Regions from separate parts of the Sus scrofa genome. Here region 1 is linked to region 2. Evidence: chromatin contacts called from public HiChIP or PLAC-seq data. All regions are on one chromosome and are shown on one strand. Each heading gives the region's core, a stretch centred on a gene start, on an enhancer-like site or on the middle of the called end of the contact. The rest is flanking DNA. Distances are from core to core; before and after follow the strand shown.

Region 1 (4,663 bases), core at 317-2,816, 75 kb after region 2:
ATTTGATGTAATAGATTGTACAGTAGGCTCCCAGAGGTGTGTATTTGCAAGTTTTGTCATTCTTTCTGTATCTGTGAGTTAATGGTATTTGTTGTCCATGTATACTTTAAAAATTCATACTTAATGGAGTTCCTGCTGTGGTACAGTGGGTTAAGAATCCCACTGCAGCAGCTTGGGTCACTGCCAAAGCACAGGTTCAATCCTCAGCCCGGCACAGTGGGTAAATGATCTGGTGTTGCTGTAGCTATAGCTCAGATTCAATCACTGGCCCAGGCTCTGGGGTGACCATAAAAAAATTTTAATACTTGGTAAAATTTAATTAATTAATTAATTATTCTTTTTACAATTGCACCTGCGGTATATGGAAGTGCCCAGGCTAGGGGTCCAATTGGAGCTGTAGCTGCCAGCCTACGCCACAGCCACACCAACACCAGATTGAGCTGCACCTGTGACCTCTACCACAGCTTGTGGCAATGCTGGATACTTAACCCAATGAGCAAGACCAGGGATCAAATCCTCATCCTCACAGGCACTATGTCAGGTTCTTAACCCGCTGAGCCACGATGGGAACTCCCCTTATTAAAATATTTTTAAAAAGAGCTCAGACACTTTATGGAGAATTCCCAATCTCATTAGATAGTGTTCAGATGCAATTTTAAAGTTATTTAAATATTTTTTGGGGTTTTTTTTCTTTCTTTTTTCTTTTAGTTACCCAATGAATTTTATTACATTTATAGTTGTACAATGATCATCACAACCCAATTTTATAGCATTTCCATCCCAAACCCCCATCCCATCTCCCACCCTCCAAAAAGTTATTTAAAGATTTTTTGGATAATACATGGTACACAGGACAAAAATCCAAAAGGTATAAAAGACTATAGGATGAAAAGGATGTTTTCTCCATCACCTCGCTGTACATTCCTGTCCCACAGTTACTGTCCTAAGAAGCAACCGCTTCCTGGCATGCAAACACACACACACACACACACACACGTGCACAGCGGTGTGTGTGTACACACCCGTCCACATGCTACTCATGCTGTTCTGCATTTTGCTTTATAACTTAGAATAGACGGAACATTCCCTGAGCTCCGCATATAGAGCTGCCTTGTGATTTTAACAGCCGCTTAACATTTCATCAGACGGATGTACCCCACATTATTTAACCAGCCCTCAGGGACCAACTTTTCGGTTGTCTCCAAGTGTTTGCTGTTGTAAGGAAACGTGCCACGCTGCCTTGTAACTTTTAATCTTCATTACCCTGTAGCTTTGTACTCCTTTTTCTTCCAGCACGACTGCAAAGTCATTCTGCGGGGTTTTCTCCAGGCCCTAGATCTCAGCAAGTACTTGTGTGGTTCCTCCAGAATCCTTGTTATCAGTCTCCAGTTCACCTGCTGGCCCAGGCCTGTGTGTATGTGTGTGTGTGTGTGTCTCCCGCTGATTTCCAGACCCAGGTGGCACCCAGTGTGTGCGCATGTATATATGTGTCTGTGTCTGTGTGGCAGCTGTGCTACCAAGCCCGTGTGTGTGTGTGTGTGTGCGCGCGCGCGTGCGCGCCTACTGGCTGTGTTGCCAGGCCTCTGTGTGTGTGCTTGCTGGGCTACCAAGCCCGTGTGTGTGTGTGTGTGTGTGTGTGTGTGTGTGTGTGTGTGTGTGTGTGTGCCCCGCACGTGTTCTCCGCTGCTGGCTGCACGCCCGCGAAGGAAGGGACGGGGAGGGGCGAGTGACCGCAGGTTCCCGGCGCAGAGCGAGCAGAACCCAGACAGCCCGGCGATCTCGGGCCTAAGGCTCGGGAGGACGCCACCAGCCACGGTCCACAGCCCTCCGGAAGCCGGGGAGGTGTTTAAAGGTGTCTCAGAAACAGGCACAGCCCGGGCAGCCCGCCTGAGGAACAATGGGTCCTTTCAGCCACCCCTTTAGATGGATGGCCCGTCACCATGACAACCACCATTGTGGGAAGTCGGAGCGGTCCCGGCCCCGCCGCTCCCCCGGCGCCCCTCCCCCGGCCCCGCCGTATGGTGTGTGTGGCACTGGCAGCTGTTGTCAAAAGAAGGCACCTCTTTGTCTCCAGGGGATGAAAGACATTTGGTTTTCATCGCCCCCCTTCTCTCCGCGCCAACTCCTCTACCCGCGCCCGGAGCCGCGACCCCAGAAGATGCCCGCAGTCCCCGCCCGGAGTTTTGGTCTAAATTTCCTCTGGGATTTACTCTTCCTGAAGCATTTCTGCCATTTCTCCGAAATCTTTGAGTCCCCAGAAGTCCCATTCTCAAGTGTGATGTCCTAACTAGGGGAACTCACTTTGGACTTCCCGGTTGCTTTTTTCAACTCCGCTCCGGGAGTCCCGGCGCCAGCCCTTCTCCCCTCAGACCTAACAGCGCCACCTTCCGTAGCCGAGAGCTCATTGCTGTCCTGGCCCCGGCCCGCGGACGCTCTCGGCGCCCAAGTTGCAGGTCAGGTCTGTTCCTCAGAGCAAGAACAGGTAGGTTAACTGTCCTGCGGATCTCAACTTCAAACAGCCGGAAGCTTTCTGGCAAAAAAAAAAAAAAAAAAAAAAAAAAAAAGCCATATAATAACAATATGACCTGTATTTTGATCAGACCTCTTATGTATTTTTAAATTTTTTCTTTTGAGGGAAGCACCTGTGGCATATGGAAGTTCCTGTACTAGGGGTAGAATCGGAGCTGCACCTGCCCACCTACACCACAGCCAGAGCCATAATAACACCCGATCCAAGCCAAGCCACGTCTGCCACCTCCAAGTCAGCTTGCAGCAACTTAATCCACTGAGTGAGGCCAAGGATTGATCCCACATCCTTCCTCATGGATACTAGTCAGGTTCACTACCCACTGAGCCACAATAGGAACTCCCAGACTTCTTTTCTATTTTTTATTTATTTTTATATTTTACTTTTTTGTCTTTCTAGGGCTACACCCCTGACATATAGAAGTTCCCAGGCTAGGGGTGGAATCTGAGCTGTAGCTGCCCGCCTGCACCACAGCCACAGCAGGCGGGATCCCAGCTACATCTTCGACCTACACCACAGCTCACCGCAAAGCTGGATACTTAACTCAGTGATTGAGGCCAGGGATCAAACCCGCATCCTCATGGATATTAGTTGGGTTAGTTACTGCTGAGCCACGATGGGCACTTCCGGTCTTCTTTAAAAAAAAAAAAAAAAATTATTTTCTTTAAGTATAATTAATTTACACTGTTGTGTTAATAACGAGACTTCTAGCTGAAATGTATTACTAAACTATTTTTTTAAAGTTTTCTGAGTTCCCATTGTGGCTCAGCTGGTTAAGAAACTGACATAGTGTCTATGAGGCTGAGGGTTTGATCCTTGGCCTTGCTCGGTAGGTTAAGGATCCGGCATTGCTGCAAGCTGCAACATAGGGTCACAGATATGCCTTGGATCTGGCATTGCTGTGGCTGCGGTGTAGACCTCAGCTTCAGCTCTAATTTGACCCCTAGCCTGGGAATGTCCATACGTCCTAAAAAGAAAAAAGAATAAACTTTTTTATGACTTTTCAGGAATACCTAAATGTGATTTCCTTTATTTTGTCGGTGAAGGAAGTTTATAAAAATTAAATTTAAAAATGAAAAAAAAATCTGCTAACCCTGTGTCTGGGATTTGAAGTTGGTAGGATCACTACTCCTATAATCTGCACCAGAGATCTTAAAATTGGAACAGATGGTGTTTTCCAGACCTATCTGTAAAGAAAAAAAGCTTATAGTGGTGAGAGAAAAAGCAAGGTAGGAGGAGTTCCCACTGTGGCTCAGCCATAAGGAACCCAACTAAGTATCCTGGCCTTGCGCAGTGGGTTAAAAATCCAGCATTGCCGTGAGCTGTGGTGAAGGTTGCAGACGAGACTTAGATCCCAACTTGCCGTGGCTGTGGTGTGGGCCTAGCAGCTGCAGCTCCAATTGACCCCCTAGCCTGGGAACTTTCATATGCTGCAGGGACAGCCCTAAAAACCAAAAAAAAAAAAAAAAAAAAAAAAGAGGAGGAGGAAGTGGAATATTGCACAGAAGAGGAAAATGCAGGGCCTGGGATGGTGATTGCCAATGTAGAATGAAAGAGAGAGAGAGCAAAGCTGGGTCTAGAAGCTGTTATGGAGATAAAGACGTGCTTAGGATTCTGTGTGGGTAGGAAAAATAATCAGAGTACTCATTAAATTCTATCTAATATTCAAAGGGTAGATGCCATAGAGGGAGAAATGTAAAGGTAACTGTATTAGCTCCCATCAAGTCCTTCTAGTGTTATTTTTGAATAAAGTTTTGAGAGTTCCCACTGTGGCTCAGCAGTAATGAACCTGACTAGTATCCGTGAGGATTTGGGTTCAATCCTTGGCCTTGCTCGGTGGGTTAAGGATCCTGTGTTGCTGTGAGCTGTGACGTAGATTGAAAGATTTGGCTTGGATCTGGCATTGCTGTGGCTGTGGTGTAGGCCAGAAGCTGCAGCTCCAATTCGACCCCTAGTCTGGAAATGTCCATATGCTAAAGGTGTGGCCCTGAAAAAAAAAAAAAGAAAGAAAAAAGAGCAAATTTTTTTTTTAACATTTTGATGGGACATTTAAAATCTTTGGGACTCTTAAAATCTTAAAAGTATGACAAGTGTAAGAGAAAGGAAGTTCAGCAGGTGACTGACAAGAGGTACATT
Region 2 (4,400 bases), core at 517-3,016:
GTGGCAGAGCCCAGATACAAACCCCAGGCATTCTGGCTCTAGAGCCTACACTCTTCAACCTGGCATTGTGCATGCTTTTCTCGTACTTTGTTCTCGACTTTTCCTATATATACAATTTTTTATTGATTGATTGACTTATTGATTTATTGTCTTTTTAGGGTCGCACCCACGGCATATGGAGGTTCCCAGGCTGGGGGTTGAACTGGAGCTACAGGTGCCAGCCTATACCGCTGCCATAGCAATGCCAGATCCAAGCCGCCTCTGTGACCTACATAGTTCACGGCAATGCTGGATCCTTAACCCACTGGGCGAGGCCAGGTATCGAACCCACAAGCTCATGGATCCTAGTAGGGTTCATTAACCACTGAGCCACAAAGGGAACTCCAGACATTCCTATTTTTTAGGCAACCCAGTCTCTGATATTCTGTAATGGGAGCTTTAGCTGACTAAGACAGTTAGCTAATAAAATCACCTCGTGCAATTTCACCTTCAATATTACCTTCACATACTATTATCCATAGCACTTATGTGTAAGAATGCTGAATTAGATGCTAGAGAAACAAAACTAGTTCCTTGCTTCTGGGTCTTACAATCTAGTTGTAAAAATAGAATATACGCATTAAAAATACATTATAATACAGTGTAACACATGATAAGAAACAAATGCAATATACTATACTATAGTATTTTCACCCAAATGAACCTATGGAAATAATGCTTCCCTAAAATGAAAAAGGAGGACCACATCTAGATTTTTTTTTAAAGATTATATAAATCTTTAATTAACAGCTAAAACCATTTTCTTTGAACATGGATGTAAAGTCTCACTAAATTATGAAAAAGAATAAAAAGCTATTTTTTTCTCTGAAATCACTGACATTTTACACAGTCAAGATACTCAACTTTAGGAGTTCCCATCGTGGCTCAGTGGTTAACAAATCCAACTAGGAACCCTGAGGTTGCGGGTTCAATCCCTGGCCTCGATCAGTGGATTAAGGATCCAGCGTTGCCATGAGCTGTGGTGTAGATCGCAGACTCGACTCGGATGCCACATTGCTGTGGTTCTGGCGCAGGCAGGCAGCTACAGCTCCAATTAGACCCCTAGCCTGGGAACCTCCATATGCCTCGGGTGCGGCCCTAGAAAAGATAAAAAGACAAAAAAAAAAAAAAAAAAAAAAAAAAGATACTCAACTTTATTAGTAGTCTTAAAATTAAGAACCCCAAATTTCAAGATCTCATACTACCTTCTTTATCCAACACAATAAATAAATGAAGTCACTTCTGTTTTAGAAATGTCTATCTGCAATGCTGATCAACAACTAAAAAACCGTGCTTCTCTAAGCTGTCCTCAAAGTCCTTTGAGAAGATCTCTCCTCCTGAAGAAGAGATTTTTTTCAAGTAATGTAATAATTTCAGGTATTTACCAGAACCTTACTTCTCTACACCACCCTAAGATTGCCCAGGAACACACGTGTGTCTGCACACTCACGTAACCCAAGTCAATACTACATCAAATTAAAGTCTCTTCCAGACTTAAATCTGTTTCATCTTCACTACTACCTCCATAAAAGTATATATAAAGCCTTAAGTGTTTAACAAGTTTGAAGCCTGAGGACAGTAGCTTTTCAAAAGAAAAGAAGAGATGTAATGAGGGTGGAACACAGTGACGTAATCCTCTACAAGGAAAGCCCTGGGCACGCAGACTGCACACACAATGAGAGATGGGGGACGCGAGCCTGAGCAGCCAGCTTGGCTTCATGCTGCACATTTTTGGCAGACATTCAACTCCTTCTGCTGTTTTCCTAGCCAGCACATTTATCTATGTAATGTCACCAGATCTAGAGGGGGAGGGAGATTGAGAAGAGGGGGAAGAGGAAGAAACTGTTTTACAGGCTGCCAGTCCTACCGCACATGCTGTTACTATACAAAGGATGTCTAGAAAGCCAGTGCGCTGCCGCTGCACAGATCCAAATGCTGCAAGCGCAAGCATGCAAGCGCAGGAGCGCACACACACACACACACACACACACACACACACGCACACGCACACAGAGGCACACACTCCACCCAAAGATCAACTGAAGAGGGAACTGCCTTCAAAAGGAAGAAAGCCTGTAATTAAAGTCTTGAAGTCTTGATTCACAAGCAATGACTCCCTTCTGAAATTGATTTCGGTTCTTGGAAGAAGGAAGGAGGAGAGGTATTCTAACCCTGTGGAGAAACAACAAGCATTCCACAAAAAAACCTGAGCTGCTCTGGTCCATGCCCACTACAGGCATGTGCTACAACAGAAATAAACCAGTAACGCAGCTGAAAAGCAAAAGTCTCCTGTCAAATAACCATTACTTTATAAATACCTAATGTACACATTGCCAATGACAACAGGAAATAAAAATGAATCTTAAGGAACAGTTCAGACATCTTAGAAACATTAGTCCTATCTATAAGTGGGAAAGTTTGCTGTTCTTAGCACTGCTCTATGCTTGTCTGGGCTGGTGTGCATGTGTGTACACAAAAACAATACTGAAACTGAAACTAGAACTGGAATGTAAAAGTAGAGATCAGAATTCATAGCTCATAGAAACTCAAAACTATTAGTTTCAATAAATGGATACTCCAACCCCATGAAACATTATATAAGTCACTACTACCAGATGCAACACATGAAAACAAAAACCCTGAATATGCATTTAACCTGAGGAACCAATCCATTCTAGTCTAAAACCAAAAAATGCCTTTTCAAGATCAAAACGCTATATCTCCAAAAATAGCATACAATCTGCCCCTAAGAATGTGTCATAAGAAACAAACAGGAAATATCATGTGTTGAAATCAGTAGTTATAAATAACCTTGGTCTACACTGACATAGTTTACACACACAAAATATATCGGCTTCAACCAACAGCTGTGCTTAGGACTTCCTTCACTTCAAATTTTAAAATCAGCTAATTAAGGAGACAGCTTGATAGGAAGCTATGCAAGTTTTCTGGTCCTAGTTCTCCAACTATGACCAACTTAACCTGTCACATTCTTCATTTGCAAAACGAAAATATGTGGCATGATTATCTCTGAAGTCTCTTTCAGTTCTTAACTTCTAAAATTATAGGTATTTTTAAATACAAAACAGGGTTTCCTACTTCCAAGGAGCTCATAATCTAGTTAAGGGTAATCATAAATGAATTAGCAAATAATATAAGACAGTGACTGGTCCAGAGCAGTGACTTAACAAGGGTGCAGACTGTTCAATGAGGCACTGAGCTGAGAGTCCTGACGTCAAGGATTTAGAGTCTGAAGGAGAGCTGAGGCTTAGATAACTTCAACAAGATTTCTGCTAGGACCAGGAGACTCATCAAGATTCAAAGTGTTAACTTTAGGAGTTCCCATCGTGGCTCAGTGGTTAACGAATCCGACTAGGAACCATGAGGTTGCGGATTCGATCCCTGCCCTTGCTCAGTGGGTTAAGGATCCGGCGTTGTCATGAGCTGTGGTGTAGGTTGCAGACGCGGCTCAGATCCAGCATTGCTGTGGCTCTGGTGTGGGCCAGTGGCTACAGCTCCGATTCAAACCCTAGCCTGGGAACCTCCATATGCCGAGGGAGCGGCTCAAGAAAATGGCAAAAACATGAAAAAAAAAAAAAAAAGTGTTAACTTCATAACCCATCAATTAATTCAAATTCCATGTAGTCGTTACCTCATTATCCTCATTCTATTGATAAGGAAAAAGATACTAAGCATTAAGGATTAAAAGATATTAAACATTAACAACATAAAACACACAACTGCAAATTTTGTATTACTTAGCCCAAAATACCTCCGGCCTGATAGGACTGATTTATACAGAGCCAGAAAGATTAATAAAAGATTAGGTTGAATATGAACGTGAACATGACAGGCTTTCCATAGATAGTAAATCATAAAGCTCATCTCATTAGGGTGAATAATTCAAAGCTAACATTTTTAACTCCGAAGAATCCTAAAGCTCTTTTTTTTTTTTTTAAGGGTCACACCCACAGCATATGGGGGTTCCCAAGCTAGGGGTCCATTCAGAGCTGTAGAAACATCAAATCCAAGCCATGTCTGTGGACCTACATCACAGCTCATGGCAATGCCAGATCTTTAACCCCCTGAGCAAGGCCAGGAATCGAACCTGTGACCTCATGGATGCCAGCCAGATTCGTTTCCACTGCACCACAATGGGAACTCCCAAAGACTGCTAAAGTTTAATAAACAAAAACAAACACTGTCCTCAAATGATACTTTAATACAGTTCTTCAGAATAGTGCTGTTCAACTGAACTTTCTGTGATGATGAAAATGTTCTAGATCTGTGCTGTCCAATATGGTAACCACTAGCCACATGTGGACTACTAGATACCTGAACTGTGGTTACCATTCATTTTT

Evidence for each region. HiChIP or PLAC-seq counts read pairs in DNA pulled down with a chosen protein or histone mark.
Region 1: a contact with region 2 is called in an H3K27ac HiChIP or PLAC-seq map of skeletal muscle. The contact joins two enhancer-like sites. A contact is called at or near these places in 1 of 5 promoter capture datasets (liver), 20 of 47 Hi-C or Micro-C datasets (alveolar macrophages, blood, embryonic fibroblasts and 9 more) and 2 of 2 datasets of contacts at active chromatin or transcription factors (alveolar macrophages and skeletal muscle).

Annotation. Positions count from the first base shown.
Region 1 is chr17:11,148,160-11,152,822 of Sscrofa11.1, forward strand. No RefSeq gene overlaps it. Among named protein-coding and RNA genes, the nearest start is that of AP3M2, 17 kb to the right of the region's middle. Within about 2 kb of position 1,567, at least 55 of the 83 cell types and tissues checked have an H3K27ac peak or open chromatin away from gene starts, as enhancers often do. A contact at or near this core is called in alveolar macrophages, fetal liver, liver and 3 more, where this site is marked.
Region 2 is chr17:11,072,580-11,076,979 of Sscrofa11.1, forward strand. All of the region lies in intron 2 of KAT6A (histone acetyltransferase KAT6A), which reads right to left. Among named protein-coding and RNA genes, the nearest start is that of KAT6A, 35 kb to the right of the region's middle. Within about 2 kb of position 1,767, at least 50 of the 83 cell types and tissues checked have an H3K27ac peak or open chromatin away from gene starts, as enhancers often do. A contact at or near this core is called in alveolar macrophages, fetal liver, liver and 3 more, where this site is marked.